2 separate regions of the Rattus norvegicus genome follow, and region 1 is linked to region 2. Evidence: chromatin contacts called from public Hi-C data. All regions are on one chromosome and are shown on one strand. The core of a region is the stretch at or near the end of the contact, and the rest is flanking DNA. Distances in the headings are between cores, read along the strand shown.

The links. A called contact is a pair of places that touch in the nucleus more often than the background predicts.
Region 1: a Hi-C map of Schwann cells shows a contact between it and region 2, with 7 times the contacts expected there. The contact joins the enhancer-like site here to the promoter of Mtbp in region 2. A contact is called at or near these places in 9 of 12 Hi-C or Micro-C datasets (the A7r5 cell line, the Rat2 cell line, Schwann cells and 6 more) and 1 of 1 datasets of contacts at active chromatin or transcription factors (oligodendrocytes).

What each region holds. Positions count from the first base shown.
Region 1 is chr7:89,368,916-89,373,203 of GRCr8, reverse strand. No RefSeq gene overlaps it. Among named protein-coding and RNA genes, the nearest start is that of Trnak-cuu17, 130 kb to the right of the region's middle. Within about 2 kb of position 2,078, at least 4 of the 93 cell types and tissues checked have an H3K27ac peak or open chromatin away from gene starts, as enhancers often do. A contact at or near this core is called in Schwann cells, where this site is marked.
Region 2 is chr7:88,860,450-88,865,448 of GRCr8, reverse strand. Mtbp (MDM2 binding protein) reads right to left here and starts at 2,510. Exons shown (of 22, transcript NM_001130717.2): 1 at 2,179-2,510; 2 at 1,323-1,403. The coding sequence starts at 2,296. Mrpl13 (mitochondrial ribosomal protein L13) reads left to right here and starts at 2,628. Exons shown (of 7, transcript NM_001006985.1): 1 at 2,628-2,656; 2 at 4,359-4,482. The coding sequence starts at 2,630.

The DNA.
Region 1 (4,288 bases), core at 829-3,328, 510 kb before region 2:
AATTTTTGTGTTTTAATTTTTGTGCTGCGGTCGGAGATCTTAATCTTCCTGACACCAGTTGCTCGGCCTTATGAAATCTTCTCTTTTTTAAAAAAATTAACGTTTAAGTCTTGCTTAGAAAGTATTGGGTTCTATGTGTTAATCATGTGTGTGAATCTCATTTTTTCACTGTGTTTTTAAAAGTGTATTGAGGGAAATTTCTTAAAATATCTTACAATGACAGTAGAACTATGAGTTTGTCCTTTTTAGTATTGGGATTTTGCTTCCTTTTTTCCCAAAGCTACTTCATTAAATGTGTAAAATACCCAGTATTGCATACGTTTATTTTGTCAGCATTTACAAGTGTTTAGTTTATTATATAATGTTAAAGATGTTATATGATATTAATAATAGTAAATTGTCTTTAGTTTTTTTCTTTTTCTTTTTTCATCTTTATTAATTGAGTATTTCTTATTTACATTTCGATTGTTATTCCCCTTCCCAGGTTCCGGACCAACATCCTCCTAACCCCTCCAGCTCCCCTTCTATATGGTCTTCCCCTCCCCATCCTCCCCCCATTACCGCCCTCCGCCCAACAATCACATTCACTGAGGGTTCAGTCTTGGCAGGAGCAAGGGCTTCCCCTTCCACTGGTGCTCTTACTAGGCTATTCATTGCTACCTATGAGGTTGGAGCCCAGGGTCAGTCCATGCATAGTCTTTGGGTAGTGGCTTAGTCCCTGGAAGCTCTGGTTGGTTGGCGTCTTTAGTTTTAATAATAATTTCTTTGTGCATATTTTCTTGGGCCTTTTTTAAAAAAAATAACCTTACTGTTTTGTGATTTGGATATGTCTTTTTCAATGAACACATAAATGGACTTTTTCTAAAATAAAGGTATATCATTCAATAATTAACTGTGAACATATTTTATAAACTGAGGCTTCAATTTTCTTGGGGATTACCAAAAATCTTTAAGCATGTTCACAGACTCACCTGATTTAAACAATATTTCTTTCCTTATCAAGGAACTGAACTCGACCTACTGCAGTGTGTGCTTTTCTGAACTGTCTTCTCCATCTTCCTTGTTATCATCCATTATTTGTGCTTGGATTTTGCTTTTAGGCACAAAGTTTTAGTAATTAATTTCTTTATTTTGGTGAGTCAGCAAAAGTTTTATTAGCGTTACCTCATCTTTTTTTGTGAGGACAAGTTTAATTAAAGCTAGGTCGTTTAATCCACAAAAGCCTCTTAAACAAATATACATAAACTACAGTAGAGACAAGAGGGTGGGAGGCATAAATGACTTCCCCTCCTTCTGAAATAGCTTCTATGTCCCCCAGTACACCTCCTGAACTGGGTCAGGCATCTCCAGAGTCTCGACATAGGCAAACCACATATCAAAGCTGGGGATTCTCCTCTGAGAGTGTTCGCATAGGACAGCCAAAAAGCACAAGCTGACGCTATTCAAAGCTACCTAATAGTCAAAGAAGTTGTATTGTTTTAAAATATGTTAACATTAACTATTAGCCTGAATCCAGGAGAGTAGGAAAATGCGCTGTAGGATGATAGTCCTAAGAACCCAGAGGTTCTCATGAACCTGATCTAAGACCAAAGAAATCTTTATAGCCTGTAGACGTTCAGCCACGGGATACACAGAAACTGAATAAAGACCAGTTTCCTGAAATAATGATGAGTTTACTAGGACTTAACACAGTAATCATTCAGATGGAACGAATCTTTACCATCCTCTGAGAGCTGCCGCACAGGGTCATGGGAGTCTCTGTTGTTACACAGAAAAACTGTGAAGGTTATTCCTCGGGACTTCGTGGGCATTAATCCTACCCAGTTTAGTCTCTCCCGCTGCTAGGAGCCCTTTTGGGACACGTTAAGATAGCACAAACACACAGCCCTTCTCAAGAATATATATCACATAAATACATTTCCACAACTAAAGTCGTATCATATGACCCTCCCTCTCCAAGGTAAGTCTGTTCTACCTGTGGGACAATTGGAAAGAAGCAAACAGCAGCTAGGGCTTCACTTTAACCTGTGTTACCACCTACCGCCATTAGATGGCAGCAATGACAAGGGACTGCGCAGCCAAGGCCGCGGAGAATGTTTTGTTTTGCCTTTTCAGTCTTGGTTGTTTTGGTTTTAAGGGGTCAGATCAGTGCCCAGGAAAACAAGCAGTCTGTACGATGGTGGATAAATAAACATCCTGGCAAATTCTCCCTATTGTCTCATTTCAAGTCTTCTCCCACTCTTTCCTGCCAGAGAACTGCTATGTCTCCCTGTCTGCTTTCTGAGGACAAAACTCCCTGTAGGCAGAGTGTGAGAAAATACTTAGTAATTGTCATCTTTCATCAGTCTAACAGAAGAGTTTGACTGTTCTGATGATACTGGTAGTATAAAGACCTACTGGAGCAAGTAGTCAGTGTCACGTGGTTCGTGCAAGCGTATTTGAAAGACGCCTTGGACAGTGGTTTCCAGATCCTTTTCTGTTTTGTTTTTCGCCAGGGTATTTTTTTGTTCTAACTTTAACACAGATTGCTTCATTCAGGAGAACGTAAGCTTGCTCACCTTACGTAAACTCAAGGATGACACACAAAAGGGAGAAAGGGGCATTCCCAGTGATGTCACTTGAACTGGATAAAATGCCTCAAGACATCCTGGAGAAGAAAGCAGCTGGTGTTAGAAGAAGAAAAAAAAAAGAAGAAGAAAGGAAAGAATAAAGAAAAAAACAGTGCATTGTTCTAAAACAATGTACTTCCACTGAGCTGGGTAGAGTTCTCTTGGCCAATATTCTGCACTTATTGACTAATCAGAACAGAAAGAACAAGATAAAACAGCTTTCACAGAAGCAGAGATACAAGCCCTACCACCACGTTCTCCTCAGAGGAAAGGAGTAATCAAGATGGTTTCTGAAGCAAAGGGAAGCTCTTCAAGGAGCTGGTAGGCCTTGACATTGAACACTTTATCTGGGCATTGGCTATGAGGATGTTTTTGGTAATTTTGGGGGTATAATCTGAAACTAGGCAAAGCAGCTACCCTTCCCTCACGCCAAGACAAAGCTGTTAAGTGCAGCTTTCCTTTAATTATCTATGCATTCATTTTACCCAAAATCTGTTTTTTCATCTTAAGCGACTCCTCAGAAATGCTCTGTAAGACTAGAAAAGCTCACTTTGAGTCAAGCATAATTTGTTTCATGTATCGTTTTGTATTTGCAATAAGCTTAGCCCAGATGCTGTCTCTTTAACTCTAGGCTAGCCATTATGTGTCTCTAGTAGACCAGAGCTCAGAGCTTCCTCACTGTCACACATTGTACAATTAATAATCATGGTTCGCAATCTGATAAGAAAGACAACCTTCCAATGGACCCAAGTGTCTCCAAAATGCACTTTTCCCTTCGGACTGATCACCTTGGGACCCAGTGAGCTTCCTCGGTATCAGTCTCCTCTGTCTTTAGGGGTTCATAGCACCTCGCCTTGGCCTTCTGCCATGCACATGTTCCTCTGTTCTGAAAAGGGAAGGGAAAGTTCAGACTATAGAAGGGTTCAAACAATGGATGTGCTAATGCTCTACTGTCAAATAATTCATTCTTCTGTGACCATCCACAGTTAATACAGACACGGAATTAGAGTACAGAATTCATTCTTTGTGTAGTGAGGATCCTACAGCTTCACCTGTGTTTTCCTCTGGATTCCCATGACTCCCGGCCATCCCCACTTGCTGATGTCAGAACCGATCAGTGCACTGGGAAAATGTCCATCTGATAATGCCTCCATGATCAAACTTCCTGTCACCCTGTACTTAGTGGTGCATGAATGACCATGTTCCAGATCCAGCATCCATTAGAATTAGCAAGGTGGAGACAGAATCTGTTGGCCAAAAGAATTTGAAGGAAGAGTTTCCCCTCCCCCATTGTGTGGTGACATAAAACAAACAAACAAACAAAAAACAAATAAGAGGTGTAACAAATGCTTTATTCTTTTCATTTTTTTAATTTTCCAAAAAGTAGATCACTGCCCAACCCTCTCCCAAGGACCTTTCCTGTTTTCATATCTGGTGCATGCGATATTACGTTTTCCTCAGCTCTAGTCAGTGGGGCTTCTTAATGTTAGCTCAGATATCCTTACATTTGATCATGATCTCAGGTTCATCATCAATATTTTCTGCTCCACATATAGAATCTATCCAAGGAATCCGATTCCTTTCAAACGGAAACAAAACATAGACTTTCCATAGACTCATAGGAGTATGGGAACTGCTTGATACATATGGGAAAGTAAATTCAGGTCTTCTGAAAGATG
Region 2 (4,999 bases), core at 1,261-3,760:
TGTGTGTGTGTGTGTGTGTGTGTGTGTGTAGGCACCTGTGTGTCACAGCTCTGTGTGGAAATCAGAAGACAATTTCTAGGCTCCGCTTGGAATGAACTCAGGTTATCAGCCATGGCAGCAAGCAACCCTATCCACTGAGCCATTAAAAACCAACAAGAGTTTTTAATTAGCTTTGATAAGAATGTTACAGGTCATGGAACAACTCTAATGTCTAATTGATTATTGTATTGGAATGATCTCTCATGCCTTCAGTACACTGTCACTTGCAGAGTTCTGCATTACTGGGGTAAAGGTGTGTCTTATAAGAAACATGCACATATAAGCAGAAAGAATACTTTCATGAGAACCCAGTCTAGAATATTCTCAAGAGCTCTTTTACATACACATTTAATGCATGAATGAGGGAAAATCTTTGCTGCAATAGTAGCACTGTCTAAACTTCACCAACTTCAGAAATTAATACGAGTACCATTAGAACTTGGACAATAGGCTAGTGCAGCACCTACATACTGGAAATCAATCCTTAGGGGCGAAAGCTGCCCAAGAAACTGAAGGTCCTCTAATAAGGAAGGGAACAGATTATAACAGAATCATGAGAGCTGCAGCTCTCAAAATGACATTTTTCCTGCTATCTATAAATATTTCCAACAGCTTTTAGGATTTGATCTGTCTCCATATTCCTATTGTCTGGGCCTTTAAAGGATATTATCAGATAAAGAAGGAAATTATTAAAGCAAATAGAGCTATTTGTAAAATGCCAATAGAGCTAAAAGTAGGAAAGATTTCTTGCCCAAAAGAGTCAGATAACTTCAAAAGGTCAAAGCAGTTGAGAACTGAGAGGAAAAACACTATCTTTAGCAAGCACAAAGTTGTTTTTGTTTTAAGATAATCAGTAAAAGTGGACAAGAAATAAAACACCCACGTGTGGTAATGTTAAGTCAGAGTAGGAACTTTAACAATGTGTCCACAAGCAGGGCAGTGGTGGTGGCCCATGCCTCTAATACCAGCACTAAGGAGACAGAAGCAGGTGAATCTCTGAGAGTTCAAGGCCAGCCCGGTCTGTAGATAAGAGTTCTAGGAGAGCAAGAATTACACAGAAGCAGAACTCAAGTTGGAAGTCCAGAATAACTTTTATAACAACTTACAACATTTGAATATCAGGAATAATAATGTAGTTGAAAATTTAAGATACCCCCATATCCCTGTGCCTCATTCAAAGTCAACAAGTATTTCTTATACTCCTAGGCTATCAAACTAACTGATTTCCAATAAAATGCTGTGTCAGACTTTAGGGGGGAATTTCATTACACTGTTGTACTTACCGGGGAACGTACTATCATCTGGATGGATTGAATCATTAATGCTTCTCTTCAAGAGGTGATAAATATTGGTTGCTGTCAAATCTATAAAAATAAAGACCTAATTCAGTGGGCTCAAGAGTTAACATAATCTAGGTCTGTTTCAATTTCACTACCAGAGTATCTGAAGGCCAGTAAGTTGTATATACCATATATATGTTGATCAAGTCTATTCTAGTGCTGACACAGCAGAGAAAACAATCAACTCTCCAGATTTATATATGCTAATCAGTAAAAGAAATCAAAACTTCCTTCCAAAAGATGTATATATGAACTATATACTTTTCTTCCTCAAAATGTCTGCTTAATCGAAACAAAGAAAATGTAATAAAGACTAGTCAGGTACATCAAAAAACAATGCAAACAAAAAACTAAAAGCAGCTAAAAATCTTTTAAAACCGGTCATTCCTTTTTTTTTTCTTTTTTTTTTTTTTACTGTGGCATGTTCCCTTAATAGAATGGAAACTCAGATCTGCAAAACCTATCGTTTCTGTATTTTCTTCAAGGTGGTACACCAAGGGTTACTACTTTCTAAATGCATACCTTCCCCAGAAAGCAAAAATTCGATTACTATGCCACCAGGAGATTTAACCGGGTAAATATTCAGTTTGCCAAGCACTTGGGACACTGGCATCCAATACCCACAATTTTATATCTTTTCCATTGACATTATACTACTGTTCAGTTCTTATAAAAACTACTTCAGAGAGTTGTATGTTCCCGGGACCATTCGACCTATGCTCCTCCCTCCGGGACTTCAGAAACTCAAATCCTTCCCTCCCCACCGGTCTTTCCCGCCTCTTCTCAGCCCAGAGCTTACGAGGCTGTTTCTCGGTGCTCTCCAGGGATGACGCCTCAGTCCCGGGCTCCATCTCCCCACCAGCCACGGATCGGAACTTTCCTTCCCTCCAGCTGACCAGCAGCAAGTACCGATCCATCTTCTTCGCACTCAGGCTCAGTTTTAGGTCTCAAAAGAGCCGCGCGCAACGCGCACTTCCGGTTTCCTGCCGCTTAGGTTAGCTGGAAAATACTGTCCTACGTTGGTTTTCCTGCCAATTATTTTGGGAAATTATTCTCTCAGTAGCCACACTGTTTGCTCCTTTCATAACGAAACGGCTACCGGCGGGGACCCGAGAGTAGCAGGGAAGCGGATGAATGCACGACAGTGATAGGAACCTTCGTGTTCGGGTTTCTCTGTTTCCAGCCGGACAGATTGTGCTTGTGCCCCGGCTGGGCCAGAGCAAAGGAAAGGACGCTGTAGGTTGGGGAGCATGTCTAGCTTCTCAAAGGCGCCCCAGGTGAGCTTGCACGCTTCGGGCAGGACAGTGTGCTCTGTACGATGGCGAAAATGAAGAGCAGTGGTTCACAAGGATTTGATACAGAGGCTGAGCATTCAAGGAAGCTGACTCCTGTAGCCAAGAGCTGCTTTAGGAAGTCACATACCAGAGAGTTGTGAGTCTGGCCACCACTTGATATCCTTGTTTTGTTGCTCCTTTCTCTCTTCAGCCTACCCCTTTCGTGTCTTTAGTTCCTTGAGGAGAGAACTAAAGTAAGATAATAGTTTGAGTGACGTGGGGCAGTGAAAACCACTAAAATATGTTTATTTTTGTTTAGTACAGTGGAGACGGGGGTGGGGTGGGGGTGGAGCTGTAACTGATGCAGTGTAGTGCTTGCCTAGCATACCGGAAGCCCTGGGTTCTATCCCAAGCACTGCATAAATCTGTAATTGTAGTGCACGCATGGAAGGTGGAGGGACAAAGATCAGAAGTTCAAGGCCAACCTTGAAATCGATCTGCGCTTTAAAAAGAGTTTAAAAAGGAATGGAGACCTGTTGTAGGGTTTTGACCTTGAAGTCTTATCAAAAGGATTAAGCACCCTTGATCACAAGACTGTTCACAGATGGGGGATCTTTGAAAGACAAAACGGAGAATTCAGTTAGAATGCTATTTCTAGTATGCCACACAAAATACTCTGTATTAAGTAGAAGAGAAAGAATTAGTTTCTGGTATGTTAATCCAAGATGATTCCTAGCCTGATGCTACTTGAAGTACATCTCCATTAAATGTAGTTGTTACCTGTCTGTAATGAGGTAAATACCAGATGTGAAAGTCAACACTTTAAAACTTTGACGTTGAGTTGATGTATGGCAGCATTTGCATTGTTTATCAAGCTTTTTTTTTTAAAGCATTAGTCCTCATGGGATGGGGTAAACTTGCCTTCTGCATATGTGTAGGATAGTTTAAAGTTGAGGATAACCAATACGAAACCACAAGCTTAAGTGTATTTTTCTAGCATATAACTTCTGTGTGTATGCATATGAACGGACCTGGACAAGGTCTTTCTGGAACAGAGATAATTTCCTTAGTTTGGAGACATTGAAGCCAGTGATTTTTATCAGATGACCTAAAGATGTCTTGGAAGACAGGCCTGTAGTACCAGCTATTCTAGAGAATGAAGTGGGGAAAGTTCTACATTCAAGCCTTTGGGAGCTACAGAGTAAACTCAGGCCAAGCTGAGTAACTTAATGAGACTCTGTCTCAAAAGCATGGAATAGGGGCTAGTGAGGTATCTCAGGGGTAGAGTGCTTGGCTGTTGTCAAGTATATCCCAGTCGTCACGCACACAGACATGTTGAACCTCAGCTATACTTCTCTGATTGCATAGTTGCCATTAGCTCTCCTGGAACTGAGTTCTTGAGATATCTTCAGTTGCCAATTAGCCTCCCAGCTTTCTGTATAACATGCCTGACTATCCTAATACAACAATGGGAAAAGACTTCAGAACTGATAATGAAAACAAAATATACACATGCTCACACACACACACACACACACACACACACACACATGCACACACACCAAAAAAAAAAAATTAGTGATAGTCTGTTTTTCAAAGTGATTGCTGGCATTGATTATAGAATATGCATGATAGCATGTTGTAATGTTTTTAATTATTTCCATTTTTAAGTAGAATTTTCTTCATCCTTTTCTTTGTTTTCTAGCAATGGGCCACTTTTGCTCGAATGTGGTATCTCTTGGATGGCAAAATGCAGCCCCCTGGCAAACTTGCGGCCATAGCATCCAATAAACTTCAGGGGTTACATAAACCAGTGTACCATCAGCTGAGTAAGTATTATCTTAGTCCTAGCAGCAGCAGCCATGGTTTACACTCCAGAATAGGACTGTGTAAGGGGTCCTTTCTGTGCATATATGAGGATTCCATACTCTGTTCCTTCTGGAAGACCTCATTGGGTGCTAAACTGAGTTTGATTAAAAAATACAAATACACACACACACATACACACACACACACACACACACACACACACACACACACACACCCCAGTTCTTTTAGGACAACCCCATTTGATGCTATCACCAAGCGGAAATTCACCAGTGGCCTCCTTTCCACTCCAGTGCTGTCTGATTTGCACTGTAAATTGAGTTTCCCTTCTTACATTTACCTCTTCTCATGATGACACACCTTTGAGTGGAGAGGCATTAATAGGTATTGCCTGTTTCCTAAAAATCCTTCCCAGGAAGGATAAAGCTAGCTAGATGTGATAAGTTGCTGTCCACTCTTGAATTAAAGATTTGTTTTCTGTATGCTGTTTATAAAATAAACTTTTTATTCTAGAAGAGT